Regions from separate parts of the Xenopus tropicalis genome. Here region 2 is linked to region 1. The links are chromatin contacts, called in public Hi-C maps. All regions are on one chromosome and are shown on one strand. The core of a region is the stretch at or near the end of the contact, and the rest is flanking DNA. Distances in the headings are between cores, read along the strand shown. Region 1 holds the start of stox2 (storkhead-box protein 2). Region 2 has its middle 32 kb from the start of stox2.

Region 1 (6,734 bases), core at 3,209-5,708:
AGTTGGTTTTCGATATTATGTTTTAAGAGTTGTTATTTGACTTTATATTCAGCTGTCAGATGGGGGTCACTGACCCCAGCAGACAAGAAACAGTTGCTATGTGAGGCTACGATTTTATTATTATTGTTACTTTTTACTACTTCTCTTTCTATTTAGGCCCTCTTCTATTCATTATATACAAACCACTGCCTGATTGTTAGGGTAAACTGGCAACTCGATAGCTGCTGAAATTCCACACCAGGGAACTGCTAAACAAAAAGCTAAATAATTTAAAAAATTGCAAGTAATCTGTGATTGTCTACATGATATTAAAAGTTAATCAAAAGGTGAACCAACTCTTTTAAATAACACAATTTCAAAGAGCCCATATTTGTACTCACCAAAGCAGAGGGTGACCAGATCACTTGAAAATTCAGGGACACATCTAATAAATCTTATCTAACACATGTTGCAGGACAGCACTGATTACCTTTAAAACGGCAATCAGTTGGGCCCTGCTGACTGCATATTTTTAGATGTGTCCCTGAATTTTTTACCAAAGCAGCATATGAAACATGTTGGGTGAAGTGATTCTGATAAATCAAAACACCTTTTCTACTATGATCTAAAGTGCTGGGTGTCTACATAGAGGGTTACTACTTACTAGTTTGTATTAAGACAGTTTCTTGTGGTTGATTTTAATGAAGCCTTCATGTTAATAACAGGTGACACAGAGGGGTATAGAGCATTTTGCTGGGCTTTCTGAAATGCTGAAATTTACACTTTTCATGCTGAAATTTACAGTTTTAGACTGTTATTGTCATACATTAATAACAGTAGCCCCCCATCCCAGCCGATCAGAATGACAGAAGCTCAAGTTATGGATCATGGAGGCAAATCCTGACATCTCTGAATCAGTAACTCCAGTGGAATCACATGATGATATTTGGCTCAAATATTGCTTAGCAGTAACTTGCCCTTTCCTTTCAAGACTGTCAATCAACTGGGGTTCCAGATCAGAAATGGCAGAGAGCATGACTGAACCTCAGGCAAAATGGCCATTAGAGGGTTAGCTATATAGGAAAATGAAGCTGATCCATATGAAGAAAAATGCCAAAATAATCAGTACAGGAAGATAATACTTATGATAAAAATGTTACAAAAAAATCAATTTCTTATTCACAATATTATCCTCTGGGAATCCTAGAATTAATAAAGAGTAGAAGCTGACAAGTAGGCACCAGACAGAGAAATAAAGGATCCCTGGCCCTAAATAGCTTCCCGCAGATTAGCGCTGTTGTGTTTACTGTGGGTCAGTGCACAGGTATGTCAGCTGAACACTGCTCCATTGTGTTATCATCACCTTCTTTTATTTGTACTGAAATCTCTTTATTTGGTTGGCCTCCCTCTGTTCTGCTACAAGTCACCTGAAAAGAGCCGGCATTAATTTACTGCTCTGTAGCTTTTAAGTACGTATTTCTCCTGTACAGATTTAAGATAAGTGAATGCAAAATATATTTCCATCTGGTCATTGATTCATTTTTTTTCAGAAGCCTTGACACCCTTTGGACAAAAGGCCCAGCAAATTTATTAGCAGCCATATAGACCACTCCACCTGTGCCTGCCTTGTTCCATTATGCCTGGAGCTTTTGCTATGAGCTGATTGTTGTGTGAGAGGACAATTTACATTGAATGACTTGGCAAGCCCACACTGACCCAGACACAATGGGTCCTGTTAATTCCCCTAATAAAGTGATGAGTGAGTCAGAAACCCAAGCCTGGTATTTCTCATAGCAACATTGCCAAGCATAGAGAAACCTGCTCTGCAAACGCTCTGGCTAGAATGGATGGAACAGTAAACAAGTAGGGACGGTGGCTGATGGATTCAGACAATGATTGGGTTAATTTGTTCCCCCAGTTGTTGGCCTGCTCAGGGGGATGTTGGGTAAACAGTAGAACCCCAATTTTACATGTGGCAGGGTCTGTGCCAGAATTCCAGGAAAACATCAAATCCAAAACTAAAGAACAACGCAGTTTATCTGTTTGGGCCATGGGAAATGGCTTCATAATCCAAGGACATACAATTGGGGTTCTGCTGTATATAAGAGGATTTTGCAAAGGTCAGCCTTGATGGAAGTACAGTAAGCACATACTTGTACAAAGCATTATGGGAACTCACAAAGCTGGTTTAATAAAATAATAATATATTATATTTTTCTGCTTTCATAGACTAGAGGTGAGAGTCTTTAACCCTTGTAACACTAGTATAAATTGATACACTCTAGTTATACAGTACTCACTAGTGCTTTTTTACTAATGAAAGTGCAGTGTTTAACTTTCAAAGATGCCTGCAAGTCACCATGTTTGTTACCCACAATGCAGCTGAACAGCAGGGGACTGCAACTTAAACACAATTAACTAATGTGGACACAAAGCAGAGATTATGGCAGGGAGTCTATTCATGCTGAATTGCCAGCCAATAATGGTGTAGTTCACCTTTAAATTAACTTTTAGTATGACATAGACATTGATATTCTGAGACAATTTGCAGTTGGTTTTAATTTTTCATGTTGTTTTCAGTTATTTTTAGCAGCTCTCCAGTTTGGAATTTCAGTAGCTTTCTGGAGAGACTGGAATATGAATAGTAGTAAAGTGACTAAACAGTAAGATAAGTAATAAAAAGTAATAATACAAATAAAACTGTACCCTCACAGAGTAGCCACATTTTATCTGCCGGGGTCAGTGACCCAGAGGGCTGGAAAAAGCAGAAGAGGAAGGCAATTAATTTTAAAAAGCTTTAATGAGCTTTCCACCCAAACACTCTAAGCAATTATGCAGTATATATGTTATTGAAAAGCAGTGTCTTCTGGCTGGTTATATTCTATCCACTACCGATTCTGACTCCTGGAACTGTGGAGCTAGCTGATTAATAGACCTGAAGGTGAACAGACTGCTGCTACATAGTTTCACTAAATGAAAGGGTGAGCAAATACCTGCACTTTTGAACTTCATTTCTGCCTGGAGAGACTATGGTGAAACCCGAGACCCACACAGAGCACTGAGAGATTTGAAGACAAATGGGGATAGCTTGTCACCCTGGTGCAGAGTTATAGAATTGTATAGGTAACTAGCGGCAAGGCAGCAGCGGGAGGTAATGCAGGCAGCTGTAACCCAGCAAAGTACCCTGAAGGCAAGAAAGATGTTACAGATGAGGTGGGGAATGATGGGGGACAAAAAGATTTTAGTAATGTGGGTGGTAGACATATAGGAGGTAGAAAGATAATTCTATTATTAAATGTAGAGGAAAAAGATTAGGTCTGGCACTTGGTAGAAAGTGGCAACATTCCCTTTGGGATCAGGTGTGAGCATTATTATTATTTACATTTATTTATAAAGCGCCAACATATTCCGCAGCGCTGTACAATAAGTGGGTTTCATACACTGGACATACAGAGTAACATATAAAGCAATCAATAACCGATACAAGAGGCGAAGAGAGCCCTGCCCAAAAGAGCTTACACTCTACAAGGAGAAAGGGTTGAGACACAAAGTGTGGAAATGGGCATGACCAGAGTTGTGAGAGTGTGGCACAGGGTGTTGCTAAACTATATTAGGGTAAGCTTCTCTAAATAAATGCGTTTTTAGAGATCACTTGAAGGCAGAGAGATTGGGAGAAAGTCTGATAAATTGTGGGAGCGAATTCCAGAGAAGGGGGGCAGCCCTTGCAAAGTCTTGAATGCGAGCGTGAGGCATGCGCGGCTCTGTTGAAAGGGACATTTATAGATTATGTTATGTGTTATTCTTTATACAGAGCTTTATAGATAATATTTCATTTAGAGATTACAGTCTGTTTGCTAACAGACACAGAAGTAATAGGGTCAGTAATGTGTCTGAGCATGCCATATTGGATACAAATATTCAATTCCCTAGTTTAAATTGGCCTCCAGAACCCTGAGTTGCTGTGCAGTAATGTTTAACACCCTGACAGTGTGCCACAGTTGTAAGAGAATGATGGGAGTTGTAGTCCAGCTACACCCAGCAACACAAAGGTTGGGAATCATGGCAGTAGGAGATGGCAATGTCCTTTTGTGGGTGAGGAATATTGGTATTAAAGTTGTATGACCAAAAGTTAGCCGTATGTACTGCAGATGATAAGTTATTTTGCTCATTATATCCCTTTTACCCACTTAAGAACTTAAAGTACAAATGCTAATAGCAGTTATTTATGGTTCCTTTTGTCTAGCATGATGTAGGAGTTGTTGCGGTTTCAGCCTTACCCGGCCCTAGTGGGTGCAGCCCTAGCCTGAATGGTTAGCATTCACATGGCCTCTTGGCTTTGTTTTGCCTTTGTTGTTGTGCTAAGTGCCCTGCAGAGAGGCAAAACGCTATCAACATGCTTATTGCTAAAGGGCAGCTCTCTGGCATTCTTATACATGCAACCCGGACTTGATAGGGGCAGGCCCACCCCTCCAGACAGCCGCGGGTTTCACATGCCTCCCGACAATGGGATTTTTGTGCAGCACTCGCTTGGATTCACACAGGAATGAAGGAGGGCACAAGTGAGTGCAAAGCTGCGCTTGGTGAATTTATGAAAAATGAAAGGACTGTAGATAACCCTTTGCCAGGAGATACCAAAGCATGCAGGACTTGGCCACCATCAGGTAGGTTACTCCTGTGTATTATGTTTTATGGGTCTAGGAGAGCTCTTATAGGTAGGGATTACAGCACAGATAAACGCTGAATAGATTGTGGGAATTTGGGATAATGTACCAAGCAGTTCAGATGGAAAAACTCTGCTCCTCAGGCAACAAACTTTGTTAGCTCTATGGGTCCAGAGCTTACGGTGTCTATATTAATTAGGTTTATTTACCAGTATGTATGAGCTAAAAGTACTAACATATTGCACAGAGCTGTACAGTAGATAGGAACAAACCAATTATCAAGGACACATGGGAACTAACTAATTAGGAACATTCAAAAAGAAATCTAAGCAAAGACATCAGGAGAAAGAGCCAGTGAAGCATAACATTAAAGGGTTTAATGCTATACCACCCAGGCTCATATAATATTTTTCTTGCCTGGACTTTGAAAGCCTGTGCCCGGCCTGGAGTCTGAGCTGGATGGTAACCTGTGTAAGGTGATGCCAGTGAAGTCTGCAGGAGAGAGAGAGACAGCGGCTGCAAGAACTGAGCCCTGAGAAATGCCAAGATATCATGGGCCCATGTCCCTTGGCCTACTTATAATAAATTTGCTCTTACAGGAATGGTAAGTTACTTTTATCATTGCTAGTTATATTCACCAACACAACCAAGCTTCATAACTGGTTAGGGCAGAAGAATATTGGAAGTTGTGACCAGACAGGGTGCAGCACCCATTCTTGAATAAACAGAACCTATTTGTTATATTGTGCTCTATACAGTAGAAATGTTCTGTATTGGTCCTGAAGATAATCCAAAAAGATGCCAGTCACACCCTAGGGAGATGGCACACATAGCCCTTAGTCACTGCGTGAGATTGCCCGAAAATACCTTTTAATGCAGAAAATGCTTTCTTCCACATTTTCCTGGGTTTTCAAGATCCTTGAATGCATTATTTTTATATGCTTCTAATGGCTTACCTGCATTGCAGTTATGTTCCATTCCCTCAGGGGACAGTCAGATGCAGCCTTGCAAAAGTTGGTCTGACCATTTTTTGGTGGCCAATTTGTCAGATACCCCATAATGTGTGGCCAGATAAAATGACATAGACAATGGCCAGCTGGGTTAGAGTGTATCGTCACCCCCAAGTTATTGTATTCATTAACCTGATAGCTGGGGCCAGTGCTCCTGTCAGCAGAAAACTGCACTGACCTGGGGTACTTTGTATCAAGCACCACCTAGCAATCATTTTTTCTGCTTCTTCTTTCTTCATAATCCTGGGGTGACACATGCGCAGTAAAGTGGAAAAGTCTCCATTTTTGGCAAAGTTTGGCTATTTATTTTACTGCGCATGCATAACCGGCACGAAGTAAGAAGAAGCAGGAATATGAACGCTCTGAGGTGCTTGCTGGAAGAAGTGGGGGTTCCTTACTTTTGGCACCCCAGTGATTGTTGACTTTCTTTCTCCTCCATTGTCCTACTCCACTCTTTAGTGAATGGCTGTAGGACCTGCATCTGCCCCATGGATACAGCGCTGCCATTATACAAAGGGGGGATCCGAATTGCCCTGCAAAGCCTTGTTTCTTTCTATCTAATGGCCATTATTTTGGGCCCCTTAGGGCTCCTGCAGTTGCGGCAAGGACAAATGTAAAGGACCCCTAGCAGAAAGTAAATTATAGCTACTTCTGCTACCCTGTAACCAAGAGCTTACAGTTTATTATGGGATATTTAACTTGTGCTAGCACTGAAAAATCACATTTAGGTTGATGCAATGGCGCTAAATGAGAATTTATTAAACTTTTCTAATTCATGACTAGTGTCTTCATAAAGGAGATTAAACCCCCTGCTATAATTTATAAGGACCCTGTCTCCTGTTGGCTTATACATTCATGGATCTCCTTAGAAACAACTCATAGCTTTAGGCTAAAAAGCCCTGAGGCCACCCCTTGGATGCAGTTACAGACATGAATGGGATCCACCTGTCACCTCTCACATAGGGGTGGGTTTTGTTCAGAAAACTCCTAAATGTACATTTTCTGGCTGGAATCTGCCTGTGTTTGCAGTGAAAGGGGTGCATTGGGTGCCATTAGCCTTATAAATGGCAGTAAAGGGTATATT
Region 2 (6,849 bases), core at 85-2,584, 34 kb before region 1:
ATGCAGTACTTTTTATGGGATTTTCAAACCTGCTCAGTAGATACCCTGATGATTTTTAGCCTGAATTAATTGGCCAAGCTGTCTGGAGGCCCTCAGGCATAGGTCAATAACTCAGTCTGCAGTCAGCAACTTATATCAGCTCATGTGTGGTGGGCAAACTGAACTGGAAAGTAACTCAGTATAAATAGCTTATTCTTTAAAGGTGCATGTAGATAGATACTGAAACAGGCAAGCTGGAAGATTCCTAGACTTTTAGGGCTCTGGCACACGGGGAGATTAGTTGCCCGCAACAAATCTCCCTGTTCGCGGGCGGCTAATCTCCCCGAAATGCCATCCCACCGGCGAAAATGTAAAATTGCGCCAATTTACATTTTCGCCGGTGGGATGGCATTTCGGGGAGATTAGTTGCCCGTGAACAGAAAGATTTGTCGCGGGCGACTAATCTCCCCGCGTGCCAGAGCCCTTAAGAGACTGTATTGGGGCACTTTATGCCCATCCTGCTTTGCTCCCATTCAGCCCTGATCCATTATGCTTAAAGCTTCACCCTTTACCAACATCTGGGACCCCTTCTCTGATGGGGCCTCTTGCCAAGGACCAACAACTCCAAAGCATTAAGCACATCCTTATAATTAAAAAAACATAACAGAGCTTTCGCAGATTTATTTTGCTATGAAAGGCAAGGACACTTATCTTTGAGATAATAGGGCTCATTTATGAACAGGTGCTACATTGCAAAAGTGCAGTCATGAATAGCAACCAAACAATGTTTTTCTAACTTGTAGTAGTTTCATTGATCAAAACTATTTGCTGACTGGTTGCTATTGGTAACTGCACCTATGTTCATAAGTCAGTCCTGTTAAATGTATTTGTTGGTTAAGCTGGATATAAATTCCCAAATTTTCCTCATAATTTGATTATGAAATGTTTTATTTGAATATGTTAGTTCACTCGCATTACATATATATGAAAGTTCCAATGTGTGCAACACAACATTTAGGAAAAACAATTATCTTTATATCTTATTATTATGAGTTCTTTAAATAAAATTCAACTAAAGTGTAAGGGGTAGGGGTAAACTTCAACTAAAGTGTAAGGAGTAGGAGTAAACCACGTTTAAAAACAAAAGAATTGAAAGCAAGTAAATAAATGTGTCTTCTGTAATGACTCCAGCAAGTAGCAGCAGAGGTAAGATTTCCGCATTGTACCATAAATATTTCACTGCTGCCGAGCTGTGCAATGATTTACAGCATGGAGGGATCAGGTCAGGTAAGGTTATCCAGCATCTAAAGAATTCACAAGGCTCTTCCCATGGAAGGTTTTACCTAGGGAAAGTTAGATAAGGCTTGGCTTTTAAGGCAAACAGGACATGAAAAACAAGCCTTTACACTTCATGGAGGGCCACATGTCTCAATTCTCCAAGGCCCCGGGCAATTTCACATTTTCATTTCAAAGTATCAGTAACTGAAGGAAAACCAGTGTACAAATTGCTGCACCCATGTGAAAGTGTTCCATTACAGAGACATTTCCAAGTGTTTAGCATATTGTATAGTGAAAGTTTATTTATATTACAAGTATGGGATCTAATAACCGGAATGCTGAACTTGGGCATCAGTGCCATGGCATCCTGCACACTAGAAGGGTTGAACACAAATATATAATATTTCTCTTACTTTCCAGCTTAATGAAACAATAAAACCAAGACAATGGCAAATATCCCTTTTACAACCGGAAGACCTTTCTTTGCTTTGTGGTTTAAAGGTTTTTTTTTACTCTGGCCTTTAAACGACAATACAAAAAAGTTGTGGTTTTTGTGCAACAGGACAAATAGTTGCAGTTTCTGCCTTTTTTCCGGACCTTTTGATAAATGACTGACATTCGTGGAAATAAGTTTTGTTGTAGGGGTTGTAGCCATACTGAGCATTCAAAGGTTTCTTAGTAAATAACTTTAGTCCTGCCACTAGAACCAGCTTGTGGGATGGAGCAGAGTATGTAACTGTCCAGGCATTTAGAGAGTCCCAATTAGCTGAACTAAATCATGAACTGAAATAGCAGTTAGGGTCTTAGAATGAGATGATGTTAAAATGAAAATAAGTAATTATTTTAGATTGTTTTAAGTCTATGGGAGCAGGGTTGTTCTGTCATGGCATGTGGTGTACCCAAATTGCACAGATGCTTATATAAACAAAATTCTTATTAAAATAGCATACATCATTTTAATGACCCAGACAGTTGTCAAATGACCAGAGAACCAGATCATCATGGGGATCAGTTCAATTACAGTTCTAACTAGAAAGGGAAGTTTGAGAACAAACTTCATGTTGGGTTGAAAAACATGAAGTCACTGAATGGGTTCTGTCCACTTTCTCTAACCTTGGACCATAGTAATATAGTAAAAACCACTGTGCAAAGTTTGGGGACCCTGGTTTTAATAGTGTCTGAATGGCAGGAACTTAAATTTCCCCACTGAAAGTCAACGACTTCTGATTGGCGGTTGGTGGCTCCACCCCCTTTTTCTAACCTGGAACTGCAGTTACCCAGTGACTAACTCTGTAAAGTTTAGGGGCCCTATGATTAATTATTAAAGAACTGCGACAATTAAAATTTAAACCAATAAAAGTCAATAGGTGAATTGTGATTGGTGGTTGGTGGCTCCGCCCACTTTTTCTAACATTGAGTCGAAGTCACCCAGTGACAAACAGTGGGCACCCTGGCATAAATAGTTTGAGAATGACAGCATTTTAAATTTAAACCAATAAAATTCAATGGATGAAATCTGATTGGCTGTTAGTGGCCCAACCTACTTTTCCTATTTTTGAACTGCAGTCCCCCAGTGACCAACTTTGCAAATTTTGGGGAATCAGGCATTCATTGTGAGGCTGACAGCATTTTACACTTCACCATTGAAAGTCAATAGGTGAAATGTTATTGGCTGTTGGTGGCTCCGCCCACTTTTTCAAAACTAAAACTGTAGTCCTCTAGTGACCAACTGTGAAAAGTTTGGGGACCCTGGGGTTAATTCTGTGAGAATGGCAGCAGATTGAATTTCTCCATTGAAAGTCAATAGTTAAACTCTGATTGGCTGTTGGTGGCTCCACCCTCTTTTTCTTACCTTGAACCACAGTTACCGGGTACCTAACTCTGCAAAGTTTGGGGATCCCGGTGTTATTACTGTGAGAATGGCAGCAGGTTGGATTTCTGCCAAGTTAATAGGTAAAATCTGATTGGCTGCTCACAGCTCCGCCCACTTTTGGGCATCCAGCAATCATCATATTTTCATTCAGGCTGAGCCCATGACTATGTGATTCAAGTTTGGGGAGTGCAGCCTCAAAGCTGTAAGATTGGCAGCAGTTTTAATTTCCCCATTAAAGTCAATGGGTTCAATTTGATTGGCTGTTGTTGGCCCCTCCCACTTTGGGGGTCATCCAACAAATGTCACTGTTTCATTCGGGGTGACCCCATGATTATGTTATTTAAGTTTGGGGGGTGTAGCTTCAAAGCTGTAAGAGTGGCAGCAGTTTGAAAATCTTCCCTGTCAAAGTCAATGGGAAAATTGGGGGGTTCAGAGCGGCGCCACAAAAAGACGGGGGGCGGGATCGCTTAGAAAAGCACAAGCAACCTGCACCGCTATAGGGTGAAGAAGTGTGGCAAGTTTGGGTGTTGTGCCCCTAAAACTGTAGGAGGAGTAGCGTTTAGAAAATGGGGGGGGCGCGAAGAAGAAGAAGCGGAAGAATAAACCAAAGTGGAAGAACGTTGGGGTTTTCAACCCAACACAATTCTGATCACAATATGAGGCCAATGTGACTAACAACAACTTGATTATTGTATACTAGAGATGAGCGAATCTGTCCTGTTTGGCTTTGCCATAAAATTTGTGAAACGACAATAAAACTGACTGTTTTGTCGCCTGTGTCTATTTTTTTGGTGCAACTTTTTTTTGACACACGGTGAATTTTCACGGAAATTTCGCTAAACAATTCACCAATGGTGAAATGCGGAAACCCGCTGCGAATCCATACCTGGCAAAAAATGTGTCTACTATGTCTACTAATTGTGTTCCAAATTATGTGGCTGCAAATATATGGGCTAAGTACCCTATCATGCATTTAGTGCGTATATGCAGTTTAATATATACACATGTTCTTAAAAGGGTTTGGTTTCCATTTTTGAAACTGATTCCTAAAGGCACAGAGTACGTCAGGATCAGATATCTGACTTCTTGTCAAATCAGGAGGAACTAGAAGCATGTTATAGCTGCCAGGCACAAGTCTTCCTGTCAATCAATTGCCTAACTGCTGTGGTTAAATTTATGGGGTTCTTTTGCAATATTTGGAAATGGTTTCTGTATGAAAGATTTACAAGTTAGCACCTATAGGGTTGAGTTTTATACAGAGAATGCTAGGCCAGGTTTTCACTATGCTTAATTCTAGGTGCTAAGCTAACTTGGTGGTTGATAGGGTTAGCCCTCCAATACTTACAGTATCTACTCCACATTTCTGCTTATCTTTGACAGTTAAAATACCACGTCTAAATAAAACCATGTGCTTTATACCCAGTGTTGGACTGGCCAACCAGGATACCAGGAAAACTCCCGGTGTGACCAGGGGTCAGTGAGCCCTCTTGCTTCTATTTAGCTTATTTCACGGTCATTCCCTATATCTGTATGGGAGCAAGGAAGCTTGATGGGTGAAAGAATAGAGTATAGTATGTATTGAAAAGAGAAAAAGATAATAAAGAGTTTGAGGGAGGAGAGGAGAAATTCGTTTTGAGAGTGGGCCCATGGTCCAGGGTTTTCTGGTGGGCTCCTGGGCTCCTGCCATCTCAGTCTGACACTGTTTATACCCTTATTTTACATATTAGCAATTTTTTTATTGAAGCATCATGTTCCATCTCAAGAACAAATATCTGTTGTATGACGCCTGTTATCGCTAGTCAGTCATATCCTTTATCAAGATGGATGCAAGGTTTCTATCAAACGCTCCATTTATCAGGTCCCATTATTGTCAAAGGGAAGCAAATGGCTTCTGGGACAAAGGGGCAAGAACCACAAGGGGAGAATGAATTTTGGCTTTTTTTTTGGTGGTTAAATAATCACCAGCAGTTGCAAACATTCAAGGGTTAAATGTCCTAGAATAATACATATATTTTAACTTTGTAAACCGCAGGGAAAGTACAGTAGCAGCCTCTCATGATGATATATTCATCTAAAAGTCAGGACATAAAAATGTGCTTTAACATGCCTGGGCTTTGGTGTCATTCAAATGGAATAGATTACAGATAGTAAATTCTAACATTCCCATAGTTATGGTTTCACTAAGGAAGCAATATATTTCTTTACCTTTCACAATAGTGCCAATTACAGATAGCTTTTATGCAGCCTGCAGCCCTCCCAGATGTAAAATTGCAACATTCAGATAAAGGCTGCTCTTAAATTCTGGAAGTTGCAGTTAAACTACAGCCGTGGGTGTCCATGTGGGGAATTTTTTCTCTTTTCTTCTTCTTCTTCATAAACAACATCATGCAACCACAGAAATAACTTTCAAATCAAGGATATATCCATGAAAAACGTGGAGTAAAAGTATAAAACTGGCACACAGGCAGCATAGGGCAGGCAGGGTATGGCACACACAGGCAGCATAGGGCAGGTAGAGTATGGCACACACAGGCAGCATAGGGCAGGCAGAGTATGGAACACACAGGCAGCATACAGATGCTGGCACTGCTCCTACAGTCAGAGGTGGTAACAGGTAAACAATGTGAGAGCCTACAGTCTGAGCCAGAGTTGTGAACAGTGTGGGGGGGGGCAGTTAATCTCAGTACTGATACATTTAAAGCTTACACAAAGGTAAGCAGTCACAGCAGCCACATGAGGTCCACCATACATTATGGTAGAGGTATGTTCTGTATATTTGTGCAGTGGCTGCCTTCAGCTACAATATTCCTAAACCTATAATGCAAAAGATCAAATTCTTTGTGCCTCTGGGGCCCTGGTTCAGCCCTGACCCCAGCAACCTCTGAAGATACACCTGCATGTTCTAGTCTACTTTACCTTCAGCCATGAATGTTGCATCATAGCTTTAACAGTATTATTCCTAAAATGTTAGGATTAATGACAGTAGTCGTAAAATTGACCACAATGACCTTAATTTTCCCCTTACCACAGGCAGAATTTTCACTTTGACATTTACTGCAGTAATAACTTGACAAGACGACATCATGAAAACAAAGAGAGGAATGAAAATCACCTGTGTTTGAGTACGACCATTTTTAAAAACAATTTGAAAGCATCTGGTCACGATGTAACCCACTAGGCAGGCTAAAGGGGTGTGATTTTGACAATATTTACATAGCAATAGTCATCAAATTTAACCCTTCTAAATTATCCCCAGCACATATACATATAGAAAGATGCAGATGCAGCCCTATCAATACACCTACATATATTTAAATACATATAGAAACATACTTACATGTAAAAAATGAACTGTAGATCATGAAACTACTGTAGTTTTGGATATTGTGTTATCCAAAAAGTCATCCATGCTATGTCATCTGGCAGTGTATTCCACAGATCCTCCATCTATCTACATCTACCTCCATCTACGCCCCTTGCAAGTGCCCTTTCTCTAGAGAAAACACTCCCAACTTTGATAGTCTTTTCTCATAGTTTAATAGTTCCATTCCTCTTACCTCTTTAGTTGCACAACTTTACACTCTTTCCAGCTCATTGACATAATTCTTAAAGACTGGGGGCCAAAATTACACTGCATACTCAAGGCGATGCCTTAAAGGGGTTGTTCACCTTACAAATCTTTTTAAACCACCAACAATGCTTTCAGAGTTTTAAAAAAT

What was found. A called contact is a pair of places that touch in the nucleus more often than the background predicts.
Region 2: a contact with region 1 is called in a Hi-C map of neurula embryo, with 1.9 times the contacts expected there. The contact joins the enhancer-like site here to the promoter of stox2 in region 1. A contact is called at or near these places in 3 of 5 Hi-C or Micro-C datasets (brain, gastrula embryo and neurula embryo).

The regions. Positions count from the first base shown.
Region 1 is chr1:45,037,765-45,044,498 of UCB_Xtro_10.0, reverse strand. stox2 (storkhead-box protein 2) reads left to right here and starts at 4,458. Exons shown (of 4, transcript XM_004911177.4): 1 at 4,458-4,640. The coding sequence starts at 4,523.
Region 2 is chr1:45,068,801-45,075,649 of UCB_Xtro_10.0, reverse strand. No RefSeq gene overlaps it. Among named protein-coding and RNA genes, the nearest start is that of stox2, 32 kb to the right of the region's middle. Within about 2 kb of position 1,334, at least 1 of the 11 cell types and tissues checked has an H3K27ac peak or open chromatin away from gene starts, as enhancers often do. A contact at or near this core is called in neurula embryo, where this site is marked.